Linked DNA regions of Mus musculus: regions 1, 2, 4 and 5 are each linked to region 3. Evidence: chromatin contacts called from public Hi-C, HiChIP or PLAC-seq, Micro-C and promoter capture Hi-C data. All regions are on one chromosome and are shown on one strand. Each heading gives the region's core, a stretch centred on a gene start, on an enhancer-like site or on the middle of the called end of the contact. The rest is flanking DNA. Distances are from core to core; before and after follow the strand shown. Region 1 overlaps Gm31386 (a long non-coding RNA gene). Region 2 holds the start of Zfyve1 (zinc finger, FYVE domain containing 1). Region 3 holds the start of Papln (papilin, proteoglycan-like sulfated glycoprotein). Region 4 holds the start of Acot2 (acyl-CoA thioesterase 2). Region 5 has its middle 7.5 kb from the start of Dcaf4.

What was found. Promoter capture Hi-C pulls out the DNA fragments that hold promoters and counts their contacts. A called contact is a pair of places that touch in the nucleus more often than the background predicts. HiChIP or PLAC-seq counts read pairs in DNA pulled down with a chosen protein or histone mark.
Region 1: a promoter capture Hi-C map of liver shows a contact between it and region 3, with 6 times the contacts expected there. The contact joins the enhancer-like site here to the promoter of Papln in region 3. A contact is called at or near these places in 18 of 39 promoter capture datasets (the 3T3-L1 cell line, 3T3-L1-derived adipocytes, the C10 cell line and 11 more), 2 of 15 datasets of contacts at CTCF or cohesin (pro-B cells and stem cell-derived epiblast-like cells), 14 of 484 Hi-C or Micro-C datasets (8-cell embryo, the G1E-ER4 cell line, Sertoli cells and 4 more), 13 of 115 datasets of contacts at active chromatin or transcription factors (the NIH/3T3 cell line, the SCID.adh cell line, bone marrow-derived macrophages and 5 more) and 3 of 9 other capture datasets (adipose tissue, embryonic stem cells and liver).
Region 2: a contact with region 3 is called in a Hi-C map of uterus. The contact joins the promoter of Zfyve1 here to the promoter of Papln in region 3. A contact is called at or near these places in 1 of 484 Hi-C or Micro-C datasets (uterus), 1 of 115 datasets of contacts at active chromatin or transcription factors (embryonic stem cells) and 1 of 9 other capture datasets (adipose tissue).
Region 4: an HNF4G HiChIP or PLAC-seq map of pancreatic cancer cells shows a contact between it and region 3, with 9 times the contacts expected there. The contact joins the promoter of Acot2 here to the promoter of Papln in region 3. A contact is called at or near these places in 1 of 39 promoter capture datasets (the SN4741 cell line), 1 of 115 datasets of contacts at active chromatin or transcription factors (pancreatic cancer cells) and 3 of 9 other capture datasets (adipose tissue, liver and pancreatic islet).
Region 5: a Micro-C map of the G1E-ER4 cell line shows a contact between it and region 3. The contact joins the enhancer-like site here to the promoter of Papln in region 3. A contact is called at or near these places in 1 of 39 promoter capture datasets (embryonic stem cells), 2 of 15 datasets of contacts at CTCF or cohesin (embryonic stem cells and pro-B cells), 14 of 484 Hi-C or Micro-C datasets (the G1E-ER4 cell line, the HL-1 cell line, the N1E-115 cell line and 1 more), 1 of 115 datasets of contacts at active chromatin or transcription factors (embryonic stem cells) and 1 of 9 other capture datasets (embryonic stem cells).

What each region holds. Positions count from the first base shown.
Region 1 is chr12:83,923,918-83,926,617 of GRCm38.p6, forward strand. The region is part of intron 1 of Gm31386 (a long non-coding RNA gene); the gene reads left to right. Among named protein-coding and RNA genes, the nearest start is that of Gm31386, 3.4 kb to the left of the region's middle. Within about 2 kb of position 1,409, at least 16 of the 459 cell types and tissues checked have an H3K27ac peak or open chromatin away from gene starts, as enhancers often do. A contact at or near this core is called in liver, where this site is marked.
Region 2 is chr12:83,595,824-83,598,523 of GRCm38.p6, forward strand. It overlaps Zfyve1 (zinc finger, FYVE domain containing 1), which reads right to left and starts at 1,399. Exons shown (of 12, transcript NM_183154.4): 1 at 1,174-1,399.
Region 3 is chr12:83,762,349-83,765,048 of GRCm38.p6, forward strand. It overlaps Papln (papilin, proteoglycan-like sulfated glycoprotein), which reads left to right and starts at 1,286. Exons shown (of 27, transcript NM_130887.3): 1 at 1,286-1,368.
Region 4 is chr12:83,986,574-83,989,273 of GRCm38.p6, forward strand. It overlaps Acot2 (acyl-CoA thioesterase 2), which reads left to right and starts at 1,288. Exons shown (of 3, transcript NM_134188.3): 1 at 1,288-1,908. The coding sequence starts at 1,329.
Region 5 is chr12:83,511,665-83,514,364 of GRCm38.p6, forward strand. No RefSeq gene overlaps it. Among named protein-coding and RNA genes, the nearest start is that of Dcaf4, 7.5 kb to the right of the region's middle. Within about 2 kb of position 1,312, at least 24 of the 459 cell types and tissues checked have an H3K27ac peak or open chromatin away from gene starts, as enhancers often do. A contact at or near this core is called in the G1E-ER4 cell line and the N1E-115 cell line, where this site is marked.

The DNA of each region.
Region 1 (2,700 bases), core at 159-2,658, 160 kb after region 3:
CTGTGCTGTAGTACCAATTTTAGAGCAAGTCAGAAGGCAATTAATGTCCTAGCAGATCGGAAACAATAGCGTCATAGGAGGGCATGGCCATTATTATGGTGCTCTGGATAATAATGGCCCTTGCACAGCCACAGTGATGAGGTGCCATACAGAACATAGAATTAGGGCAGTCTCGAGAAGGGGACTCGACCACTAAGTTTAGGAACTCAGACTGCTATCACAAAAGTTGGTGAATAATTGCCACAAAGGTCAGCCACTCATTATCTCAACCACTAAAAACAAGCTTTTGTCCTGGGTCGCTCCTACCCATCTACTTCCCAAGGTTCCCCTTTGTAAAATAAGAGGAAAATTAAAATAAATGTGTACAACCAGCAGGAAGAAGAAAAGTTGAAAGAAGGAAGGCTTTAAGATGCACACTTAGAACTAACCAAGGGTGTTGGGTTAACAAAACTGCTCGAAGTCTTTGGTTTTATCCACATGGGGTTAGCCTGCTACCATTGCCCCTTGCTTCGCCTCCCTGCTCTGTGTACTTCTCCAGCACTCCCAGCCCCCCACAGGGCCTCTTAGAAATCAAGAGCCCTGGAGCCTGCTTGTCTGCAGCTCTGTGTTTGGTATGGCTGCCTGTGGAGGTTGCTGTAGATGCTATCTGTTCAGAACCTCTTGATTCAGACCATGATGGCAGGTATGCTAGCGGCAAATGTGACTCTAATGTGACTCAAATGTGACTCTACCAACTGAGTGCAAAATGGGGGACTCACTGTGGTACCCTGATATCTGAGGGGTACAGTAGAAGCCCAGGCCTTCATGGGCTCTAAGGCATTTCCTCTCTACCTTCTTCTTACAGAGCAACATTCAACACTCAAGTCTCCGTTCATTTCTTTTTCTTTTTCTTTTGTTTAGTTTTGGGTTTTGTTTTGTTGTTGTTGTTTTTGATTGTTTGTTTGGTTGGGTTTTTTTTTTGTTGTTGTTTTGGGCATTTTTTTTTTTTTTTTTTTGCTTTTGGTTTTTATTTTATTTATTTGCTTGTTTGTTTGCTTGCTTTTTGGTCTAAAGAGCCAAATCCCACCTTCGATAAGCTCTATGTCTTGCCTGTGGAAGTCTTCAATCCTCCGATCCCCCTTTTCTAGACACAATTCCAGTTCCAGATGGGCTAGAGAAGTAAGTTGCGGTGGGAGCAGACCAGGGCCAGAGTTACCTGCCGCCCCGCCAGCCACTGGAGGCAAGATTACTGATAAGAAGTAGTTAACAAGGTGGAAAGAGTTAGGAAGAAAAGAGGGGCTTGGGGAGGAGAAAGACCTGAGGAAAGAAGAAGAGAAAGCAAGAGAGAAGCCGCCATGAGAGACAGAAAACTGGTCTGGGAGCCCAGGAGAGCGCTGAGCCAGCCCTCCCCTCCGGAGGCTGCCCCCTCCCAGTGCTGCCTGTGGACTTTACACTGGCTTGCTTAAGTGCACTGATAGGTAAAGTGCAGTGTCTGCCACTCACTCGTTAAAGGAAAAAAGTGCCTGGGATGCATTCTATAAGGCTCTTGTTCCGTATCTTCTTGGGAAGCCTCCCCAAGTTCAAAGACTGCTGCTCTGGCAGCTGGTCAGAGCTGACAAAGGAAGGACAGATTTATGTAGCCAAGCCAAGGACATGTCTTCATAAAGGTGACCTCTGGCTGAACACAAGGCAAAAGATGATTTTACCATCCCAAGCAGAAGAACTTCTAATAGATGGAAGTGCCAAGCCGTTTTTCCCGTGCTGGAACTGAGCACTGTGGCTTCAAAGTTCAAGACTGGTTTGTGGATGAGAAGGCAAAGTGGGGGAGAGTGTGGAAGGGGCCGTTCTCATGGGCAGAGCTGTTTGCTTTTCTGTTCCAGATGCCTGGGATTTTTTTTTAAAGATGTATTTATTTTATGTATATGAGTACACTGTCACTCTCTTCAGACACACACCAGAAGAGGGCATCCGATCCCATTACAGATGGTTGTGAGCCACCATGAGGTTGCTGGGAATTGAACTCAGGACCTCTGGGAGAGCAGTCAGTGCTCTTAACCACTGAGCCATCTCTCCAGCCCCTGTGATTTTTTTTTTAATGCCATACCATGCCTTACTAGTAAATACTCATTTTCATCCTCAAGAAAAATGATGTGCTTATAGTGTGCTTATTTATAAAATGGGTAAGGTGTCAGCTCATAATGCTGCCATTGTGCTATTGAAAGGGGGCCCTAGTTACTATCACCAAATCTCTGGGCGGACCAGCTATTCTTCTACAGCAGGGAGTGGGCCAAGCAAAGTACTTAGCACCATTTAAAGGTTTGTCCATCCCTGTTTTACATGCGTGCAGAGAGTTTCCTGGAAACATGGCTATTTTCCAAAGATTGCTCAAGCAGAATGCCTTTGAGAACTCTCAAACCCCAGCCACATGGAGCCTTACAAGAGAGTAAATTTAAACTTGGACCCTTCTTGCTTTGTTTTGAGACCTGTTCTCACTATGTAGGCCAGACTGTCATAGTTTAATGGCAGTTTAATGACACTTCTCCCTTAGCTGCTTAAGTATTGGGACTGCAAGGTATGTACCACTTGAACTTATGCCCTCTTGAGCCTAACACTCACCCACACCATAGTCATTAATAATTTTGGTTCTGCCATTTACAAACTAACTGTACCTGTAGGAAAGTTCCAGTTGATTAATTAGGAAAGTTGCTAAATCTCCCTAAG
Region 2 (2,700 bases), core at 149-2,648, 170 kb before region 3:
AACAACAAAACACTTCTAGACCCAGAGCTTCTTAAAGATTTTGCTGGTTTGTTGGTAAAATGCTCTTCTCATTTCATTAAGCTCTGATTCAAAATCACTAAACAGACAGCTTTTAGGAGGCTAAGCCCTCTGCACCTGCTCCTTATATATGAGAAATGGAAAAGGAGGTCTGTAAAAAGCTAAGAAAAATATTGTAACAATAAATTCACACCACCCTCAAAGACCTCTACAAACCCAATTATCCTTATAAAATGGACTCTCTCAGCTCTAGTCGAGCAAAGGTCTAGTAAGGACTCTAAAATTGACAACAATAGTCCCAACTTCATTTTCAAAAACAGTAAGACAACTACTGAGCTTCCTCCTGTGCCTCCTCTCTACAGAGGAAGAGAACCGGCAGCAACAGGAGGCAGAATTCCAGCACTTAGGCGCACAGTAGAGCCAGGCCCTACAGTGAGTCAAAACAACTCATTTTCTCTTGTCACTCAAACACTTAAAACAAAACAAACCAAGTCAAAAACTTGGGAAGACAGGAAAGGGGGTTTTGGGTCACTAACGTAACTACACTCCTAATTCTCCCTACCTTTGCCTCCTATTCCAAGAGCACAACCAAGTGTAAAGTCCTCCTTTCAGATATTCACTCCTCCCTTTCAGTAGCCAATCTATCCATCTGATCTTCAGATAAACAAGGCAAGGGAGTAACCAGGGGACCTTATTTTCACCTTAACCTCAGACGTGTCCAGTCAGCTCCCAAAAGGGAAACAAAAATCAAAACTTGTCACTACTAAGAAAAACAGAAAACCAACCTTCAAAAGAACAGCTGACCCTCACCACCACCAGGCCAAGCAAACAATATGCCACTCGGAGCAAACCCCCCCCCCCCAAACCTCGACGCCTCTCTCCAATCCAGGGTCCCTCACCCACCTTGCTCCCGGACACCACCACCACAACCCAAGGGGTGGCAGCGGAGACGAAGAACAAAGAAGGCCCCCCAAATTTCACACAAACCCGCACATCCCGGAGCCGAATCCATTGTTTATGCCACCCCACCCCCACTCGAGCCGCACCCGTCCCCCCTTCCTCCTAGGAGCGACTGGAGGGAGCCCCGGGACCAGCACTCGCCCGGGGCTGGGCCAAGGCGCCCCCGCCCTCTCCGCCGCGGCCCACAGAGCCCACCCGGAGCAGTTCGGCCAAGGCAAGGCGGTGTGGGGGACGCGGATTGCCGACAGGACCCGGGCTGCTCTAGGGCCCCGGCGGATCCATCCTCAGCTCCATCTCCGCCCCCTCCTCCTCTGCTGCCTCCCAGGCTTCCTCCTCTCTTGTTGTCAGTTGGAATCAGCTGATCAGAGTGAACTTCTCCCAGCTCAGACCAACAGGAAGGCATGAACAGCGCAGCCCAGCTAGGGAGGAGCGGCCAGGGGCGGAGCGCGACGACGGGGAGCGGGAAGGGCGCTTGCGGCCTTTTGGGAGTTGTAGTTTTGGGGGGATTGTCGTTCTGCCCTACAGCCCTGAAATACAAGCTCCACATGACTACAATTCCCGATGGAAGCATCGTCGTTGCGAATAGGCGGGACAGACAAGCCTGAAAGCATTTCGGGACTTAGAGTCTCGGCCGGGGCTGAGGTTTTTGCAGGTTGCAGCGACTAGTTTAGGGCAGTGGCCCGGGAAGGAGTATTGTAAATTAAACAAAAGATATGATGTTCTATATAACCAGGAAATGGCACGGCACATTATTATTGTACATCTTTCCTTCAGAAATGCTCAAAGTGGAAAAATACCAGTAAACATTGAGAGGATATTACTATGCTTGAGGCTGTTTTGTTTTCCCTTCAAAGTTAATCAACTGTTAATTTTGTTCCAGCCTTATTCCTTTTCTGCCTTTTTCCATACATAGACATCATAACTTCTAATTTTTATATTGTGCAGAATAGTTACAGTACACACTCCAATAAAATTTAAGATAACAGTGTCTGTAATACTATTGTCTGATTTTTTTAATAATAGCTTTATATTTGTTTAGTACTTTCACTTTTTTCTCATTTATTTCTTGAGACAATATTGAGAGAAAATACAATGCATGGAAAAGATACTGGTCTGTAATGCCTAGGAAAACTAACTACATAGGTTGGTAGGGTAAATCACTCAGTCCTTCCATAAAATAAAGGAATTTTGCTGTGTAATTTCTGATGGCTCTGCCAATCTTAACATATGATTTTTATCTTGATAATGGTTAACCTGAGAGAGAAAACTAAGGTTAGGTTACTTGCCAAGGTACACAGCAAATTATTGACAACACTGGATAAGACCTCATCTTCTGATTCAAGAGGACACTCATAGATCTCAGGACATAATTAGATCAATAGTTAAGCCAAATCTACAAAATAGTGAATGAGCTATGTATACGGATTATATTGCTGAAAATTAACTCTTCATGACACAGAGCCAACAGCGGCAAACCTGGATGAACTTTTTATTTTTTTACCTGTACCACATCACCAACCAGGATAATAAGAACTAAGCCATCTACAATCACATTAAAAAGTGTTTACCAGAAATAAGATGGTGTATGGAGAAGAAGGGATTTTATAAAAGTTAAGCTAACAAGTTTTAAATAAGCCTGAGGTTGGTTGGCATGACAAAGGTTTTATCCCTAAGACTGCCTCTGTGGCTGTGTGTAGCTTTGCCAGATTATTTCATAACCTT
Region 3 (2,700 bases), core at 36-2,535:
ATCTGAAAAGGAGCCCTCAAACCAAAACCATCAGAAAAGGTTGCTTCGTAGCTGCCCCAGCCTTCTGCAGTAGGAGAAACCTTTTCCTGCCGTTTTTTTTTTTAACAAGGACCTTTGACCTAGTTCAGGAAGGTCGGAGATGGAGGCGGGGGTGGGGGGGGTGGTGGTGGTGCGGTGTGTGTGTGTGTCGATTGTGAGTGAAGAAACATTTTCCTTTTCTAGGGAGGTTCTAAGTCACATCACTCCCTTTGCTGCCAAGTTCATCTTTATCCAAGAATCCCCGTGTTCCTGGGCCCTGAAACCAGGTCTCTGTCCCCTCCTGCACTGGGAAATATAAAGAGCTTCCTGCTTCCCTCAGTGCAAACACCAACCCAACTCTGAAGGAGGCAGAAAAGCCAGAGAAGTGACAGGGTCAGGGTCAGCAAGGAGCCCCGCTTCTTTCTGTGACCTCCACAGGCCCGGGGCCAAGGCCCTTTTCTAGGGATGAATAAACTCTGTTTTCTGAAAAGGAATGTTTGGCAAGGAAATGTCTTGATTTGTGTGTGTGTGGAGGGGGGGGGTACTGTGGTGGTGGTGGTGTAAAAGCAGGAAGGAAATTAAATTTGCCACAAGTGGAAGTGGTAAGAGCCTATAGCTCTGATGCTAGCTGGTGCCCAGGGCTGTGGCTACAGTGGTTACCCAGCCTCAACTCACAGCCGATCTACACAGATTTTTACTGCCATGCTCCATTGGAATTGCAGCCGCTAGGATCAGGATGGAGTGAGTGGAGAGGCTTCAAAAGCGGGAAAGGGATGAGGTAAATTCATAGTGATGGGGAATCTCTCTCTCTCTCTCTCTCTCTCTCTCTCTCTCTCTCTCTCTCTCTCCTGTCTGTCTGTCTGTCTGTCTGTCTGTCTGTCTGTCTGTCTGTGAATGTGAACTGATTGTAGCCAAAGTATAAAATTCAGAAGGTGGTTGGACACCCAGGTGTGTCGGTGCGAGATTGGTGTAGCGAGGAGGGGTTTTGACAAAGACCTGGAGAGCTTGGGGCACCGGAAGTGGGACTGAAAAGGTGGCTGGCTCAGACCCAAGACCCAGAGCCCACAGGTTTTAAGAATAAGCAAAGCCTTGGCAGGAACCCAAAAGGAGGAGGCATGGGGCAATGCTGGGTACCCGGGGCCTCTCGGTGGGGGCACCGTGCTCCTTCAGGGATTGGAGGTGGGTGTCAGCCGACTGGGTGGGGGAAGATGGGGCGGGGAGGAAACCAGCCAGCCGCGGGGAAAGAAAGTCCAACCTCCCCTCCCCTGGCTTTCGTAGTCGGTGCTGGAGAAGTTGACAGTTGACCCAGGCTGGGCACCGATAAGGCGGCTCCAGGGCTTCAAGAGACAGGTAGGAAGGCAAGCGGGCGCCTTGGGCAGGGCACGCCCCGGGCATCTGAAGGCCTCTGCCCCGCCTGGCTCCTGTAGGTAGTGGTTGGCGTGGAAGTGAGAGACCATGGGAGATCTGGCTGTGAGGTGGCTGCGTGAGCACTGAGGAGGGTCTCAGCTCTACATCTGGAGCCCGGGGTGGGGAGTGGCGGGTAATCGGGTCCCCGCAGTCCAGCTGCTCTTCTCCTGGAACAGCATACCCCCCCCCCCGCCCCCGCCTCCTCTGTACTGCCCGGGTGAAGCCTGCAGAGCCAGCGCACTTCCTGGCGATGTTCCAGGCCACAGCCAGCACCTGCCAGGCACCCAGGGCCCCCGTAGGAACCGCGCCTCAGTGCCCCTGGGGTCACAGGGCACCAGCCCAGGTCAGGTTTGGAAGAGTCATCCTGACCCGCACGGGTGGCCTTAGGTTGAAGGAAGGAACATTATCAAGCTTTCCGGACTTTGGAATCGCAGACACACTAGGTCGCAGGTCTGGGCAGCGCCTGCAGTAGTGACTGGAGCTCTTGAGTTCTTCAGTCTCCCTCTGGTCACGTTCATCATTCAGGCTAGTCCGCCCGCCCGCCTCCCAGTCCCGTCATCAGTCAGTCCTTGATCTCTGCTGCCCCCAGCATCCCCACATCTCAAGTGCGCACTAGACCCCCTTCCAACCTTCTCCCCAGCAGTCTGTGATTAGAATGACTTGCTGACTGTGACAAATTAGCCAGGGCTTACATCCATGCGTATGCTGGTGTAAACTTTGCTGAACGTGGCTTTTGAACGCGATATTTCATACCTATAAAACGACTGCAAGTTGTTTTATTGTAAAAAGAATTCAGAACATCAGTTAGAATTACAGATTTTAACATTAACATACCTGTCAGCGCTTGTTTAATGTCCTGTACTGAACTGCACACTGCTTACGTGTCTCTGATACAGAAACATGTGCACACACGCGAGCACACCCCGCACTATGCAGACACCTAATGTGCGCATGCTCATAAGAGTGCTATGCCCGCACATGTGCACACCCTACACACAACTCTGGGTTCAAGCGGGCGTACTCTCCTTGTGAAGACTGAAGGAGGTGATCCTGTGCAGGCAAGGGTTGGCTTTTTGGTTTTAAAACAGGAAGAGAGAGAGAGAGAGAGAGAGAGAGAGAGAGAGAGAGAGAGAGAGAGAGAACATGGATGGGTGCTGAGGGGTCTCGGCATAGTTAAGCATGTACCCCAAGATTTGCACTTAGATTTTAAAAGCAGTTGAATTTGGGCTGAGCCTTTTTGTCCAGACTGGCCTTGAACTCCTGGGCTCTAGTGGT
Region 4 (2,700 bases), core at 38-2,537, 220 kb after region 3:
CGGTGAAAAGTTTTGCCTGGGCAAGATCTTCAAGGTAGATACCCTAGCCTGCTTTTTCTATAAGTGTGATAAAACTCCGACCAAAAACAGCTAGCGGAGGAAAAGGTGTATTTGGCATTCATTTCCTGAGGAAAGTCAAACAGCAACTCAAGCAGGGGGCGTGAACCACAGGGGAGCAATGACTTGTTTCCCTACACACACACACACACACACACACACACACACACCGTTTGTATGTCTCTGATCCCTAGAGTTGAACTTGCAGAATGCTGTGAGCTCCCTTATGGCTGAGGGAAATGAGTTCAAGTCCTTCGGAAGAACAGCCTGTACTTTTAACCTCTGAGCTAATTCTCCAGGCCCCATCCCCACCCCCAGCTTTCTAATAAAATCTAGCTGACCTGCCCAGCGTGGAACCTCCCGCAGTGGGCTAGGTCCTCCCACACAAACCATCAGTGACACATAGGCCAATATGATACAGGCATTGCCCCAAGTGAGGATCCCTGCCTATTCCAAGGTGTTTCTAGTTTGGGTCAAGTAAACAAAATCTAACACAGTTGTCTTCTTAGGAACAGAGACAAATACAACTTATATAGTCTCAGGTTTCTGTAATAATAAAGATGTGCAATAATCCTTGTAAGGTTTAAGGCCTTGGAAGAAAAAAAAATCACTGATTGGAAGCAATAGCTTATATAACACTTGGGAAATGTGTAAAATCCGGGATGAGTAGGAAAAAGTGTTTGCCTAGAGGGTCAAAAGACGAGCTCAATGTAAACTATGACATCATTTGACTATTTTTACACGAGTGTGGAATGTAGGTAAAGGGTCACACAGCCCATGAGACATTAAGGCCATTGGACATGGACATTAATGTGTAGACTAAGCACGCGCAAACAGCACACAAACAAAATATCATGATGCACGTTTTTGAAAGAACAGTCCTAAGATTAGTAACGAGTGTCTATTACTCTAGGACGTGATGAAACTCAATTGCAATCTCACATTCTTGACTCTGCAACCTTAGGAATTTGGCGACTGGAGGTTTCATTGGGTGAGAGGCTTTTAAGAGCGAGCCCTGGTCCAGCCCACTTTTCATGGGGTAAAGAGCACCTGAAAAACAGTGCTAGGTTCCGGATATAACGGAGTCTTAACGCACAGACGCCTTAGTCAAAGCGTCACTACTACTTTTGCTTTTGTTGCTTGCTTTGCTCTGTGATCCTCCCAGCTCAGCAAGCACACAGCTCAGTCTAAGGACTGCAGGCAGGCAGCTGGCCACTAGAGGATCTCTTAACTTTCTCTGCGGAACCGAGGGCTGAAGTCAACGACGCAAAATGGTGGCCTCGTCTTTCGCTGTCCTGAGAGCAAGCAGGTTGTGCCAACAGGATTGGAAGAGCTGGGCGCGGCTGTTTGTACCTCCGCCGCTCAGCACTGGTGGCCGGACCACTTGGGCGCGGACAAATGCGACGCTGAGCGTAGAGCCCGAGGGCCGCAGCTGCTGGGACGAGCCGCTGAGCATCGCCGTGCGCGGCCTGGCCCCCGAGCAGCCCGTCACGCTGCGCTCTGCCTTGCGCGACGAGAAGGGCGCGCTCTTCCGAGCCCACGCGCGCTACCGCGCCGACGCTGGCGGCGAGCTGAACCTGGCGCGCGCGCCCGCGCTGGGCGGCAGCTTCTCGGGGCTCGAGCCCATGGGGCTGCTCTGGGCCATGGAGCCCGAACGGCCTCTCTGGCGCCTGATCAAGCGCGACGTGCAGACGCCCTTCTTGGTGGAGCTGGAGGTGCTGGACGGACACGAGCCCGATGGCGGGCAGCGGCTGGCGCAGGCGGTGCACGAGCGTCACTTCTTGGCTCCCGGGGTGCGGCGCGTGCCCGTACGAGAGGGCCGGGTGCGCGCCACGCTCTTCCTGCCCCCAGGTGAGCAGCCCTCCACATTTCCCTTTGCTCAAAGTTCCCTGTGGGTGTTTGTTTGTTTGTTTGCTTTTGGTTTTTTTTGAGACAGGGTTTCTTGTATAGCCCTGGCTGTCCTGGAACTCACTCTAGACCAGGCTGGCCTCGAACTCAGAAGTGAAGAAAAGGGTAGCTCCAAATGATCTAGGACTTGGTGGGAAGGAGATAGGACTGGACTGGACTGGACTGGACCGGAAGAAGCCTGTTATAGTGATGCTGTTTGCCTGAAGCTGGTCCTTCAATTCCGCTGCTAAATTAAAAGGGCATCATAAGACAAGGGGAGAGGCTCCTAATAATAAAGTCCGCAGTGTTACACCCACATCCCCTAATGTTCTTTTAGAATGTCTTCTGTCTTTTCTTGTGGCAGTGTGGGAACTCAAACTTGGCAAGCACTCTTCTACGAAGTTTCCAATATTTTTAATTTTTCTTGGTTTTTAGCTGCATATGGAGGTTCCAGCAAAGGAGGCAGGAGAATCAACAGAACTCTCAGGCAGTGATGGGGGAAAGAACTCTCAGGAGAAGCCATTAGTATTCTGACATTGAGACAAGCTTCATACACTTGGGCTAGAGGGTGTGGCTCCGTTGGTAGAGTGCTTGCTTGGAGTAGTACTGGGTGCTATCCCCAGCACAGGGTAAACCTGGCAAGAAGGCACAGCACTGCAATCCCAGCACCCACAGGTCGAGGTGGGAGAACCAGAAGCTCTCGTTCATTGTTGGCTACAGAGCCTTACTGGGTTATACCGGTATATTAGATGGTCT
Region 5 (2,700 bases), core at 62-2,561, 250 kb before region 3:
ATCCCTAGGAGACACTGGGGTTGTTTGCCTACAGAGGAAAGTCCAGGCTGCAAAGCCAAGGGGAGAAGCCTCAGAAGTAAAAATAAAGGGCTGGAGAGGTGGCTCAGCAGGTAAGAGCACTGACTGCTCTTCCAAAGGTCCTCAGTTCAAATCCCAGCAACCACATGGTGGCTCACAACCATCGGTAATGAGATCTGATACCCCTTTCTGGGATGTATGGAGATAGCTACAGTGTACTTACATATAATATATAAGTCCTTTTTAAAAAAGAAAAGAAAAGAAATAAAAATAAAAAGTCAGGCTGGAGAGATGGCTCAGTGGTTAAGAGCACTGTCTGCTCTTCCAGAGGTCCTGAGTTCAATTCCCAGCAACCACATGGTGGCTCACAACCATCTGTAATGAGATCTGGTGTGTTGGGAGACAGCTACAGTGTATTTACATGTAATAAATAGATATTTTCAAAATAATAAAATAATAAAATAAAAAGTCAAATCTCCCAATGACTTGAACTTCTACCTTTCCAAACTGTGGGAAATTTAATTTCTGCTGTCTGCCACCATCCAGTCTGTGACATGTTGTTAACAGCAATCATAGCAAGCTCATGCAGACCAACCCAGACAAAGGCAGCCACATCTAAATCCATCACCTGGTAACTATCCTGTGGAAGCTGGGTCATGTTCTATGAAGGGTGGATGTTCGATGCAAAGTTGGTATTCTCTGCCAACTGTCAGGGCATGACGTAAGCACCTCCGCAGACTTGTTCAGCCTCACAGCGAAGAGAGCAGTGGATTTTGTCGTGTATAGTGTGTATATGTTGTCCTGCGTTGTCCTGTGTAAGCCCAAGTTGATGGGCTGTCCCCAATAGCTCTGCCAGTCTACGTCACCTGCAATGCACATTTACTGAGCACAATCTTGACCTAGGACACCAGATCCGGGGCTGGACATTGATCAGCTAACAACTCCCGTAGCACCTATCTGTACTTTCAATTTCACTACCCTAGTTCCTTGAGGTATTCAGACTTTCAGAACCTAAGAAATGGTTCTAGCCACCCTGGCCCAACACTCACACGCGCACACACACACACATACACACACACACCAAATCACCCTGTGCAAGCAAAACCCTCTATCTCACCCGGTTTTATTCCTCTTGGAATATATGTCCTGACTCCACAACTCTGAGGGTGATTACTCCAGCCTCCCAAACTGCACATGTGCTGGGCACTGGGAGCCCCAGCTGTGCTTTCTCTGCCTCTGATACCTCCCCTGGCAATAAACAGACCTCTGCTGGGGTTTCTCTAATGATGCCTACAGCAACGGGCAACACTGCAGCTCATTAACGGTGGCACTCATGCTATGAGGCTAGTGGGAACGAATGCTTATTTAGTTCCAGAAAATGAGTCAGCCTCCCTCCCCCATTAGAAATTAGAGGTAGCAGGAGATGCCTTTTATACAAAGAGGAGCTTATCTTGCAGGAACTTCCATCCTGGAGATCAGATGAGCTTCTGAGGCAGGGGAACAGGTTTGGTCTCAGTTTTAGGCTATGTGTTGGAAGAGTCACACTCATGCCTCCTGGTGGGAAAACAGATGCCAGAACCCCCCTACCCCAACCCCACCCCCTACCCCCACCCCCGGACATTTTCCTGCGCTTCCCCAGTCTGTTCTCATGGGGTCCAGCTGTGCCTGTGAGAAAAGCTCTGGGATCCTTGTCAGGAAATTCCTGAGTGCTCACCCTGGGCCGGGCGCAGGTCCAAGTGCTTTTACTTGATCAATCTAAGGATGTCTATTCCTCATAGCGGGGACTTAGTCTCCTCACCTTTCAAATGGGAAAACTGTGGTTAATGGATGCTAAGCAACATCTCCAAGGTCCCACAACTAATGTGAAACTGTGAAAGAACAAAACTTTGAATACAGGCTAGTCAGCTCCTTGGCATACAGTCTTAAGTGCAAAGCTGCGTTTCGGTTTTTTTCCCATTTATTTGCCTGCATGGAGAGGGACAAGTGCATGCCACAAGAAACTTGTGAAGGTGGGAGAACAAGCCTGCTCTCTCCTTCTACCTTGTAGATTCCAGGGATAAAACTCAGGCAATCACAATGGGCAATCACGTTGGGCATCAATTGTCTTTATCCACTGAGCCATCTTGTGCCTACAAACCCGGTAGCGGCGGCTGCTGCTGCTGCTGCTGCTGCTGCTGCTGCTGCTGCTGCTTTGAGATAGGGTTTCTCTGTGTTCCCCTGGTTGTCCTGGAACTCACTATTTAGACCAGGCTGGCCTTGAACTCAGAAATCTGCCTGCCTCTGCCTCCCAAGTGATGGGATTAAAGGCATGTGCCACCACTGCCCAGCCTTTCTTTCTTCCTTCCTTCCTTCCTTCCTTCCTTCCTTCCTTCCTTCCTTTCTTTCTTTCTTTCTTTCTTTCTTTCTTTCTTTCTTTCTTTCTTTCTTTCTTTCTTTCTCTCTTCCTTCCTCTCTCTCTCTCTCTCTCTCTCTCTCTCTCTCTCTCTCTCTCTCTCTCTCTCTCTCCCTCCCTCCCTTTCTGACAATGGTCTCATATATTCCATTCTGGCTCACACTTGCCATATAGCCAAGGATGATTTTGAACACCTATCCTTTTGCATCAAGCTCTCCTCTCCGATGTCAAGTTAACACAAAACTATCTGGCACATATTCCCAAGTGTAATCAGTCAAAGAGCTCTGGAG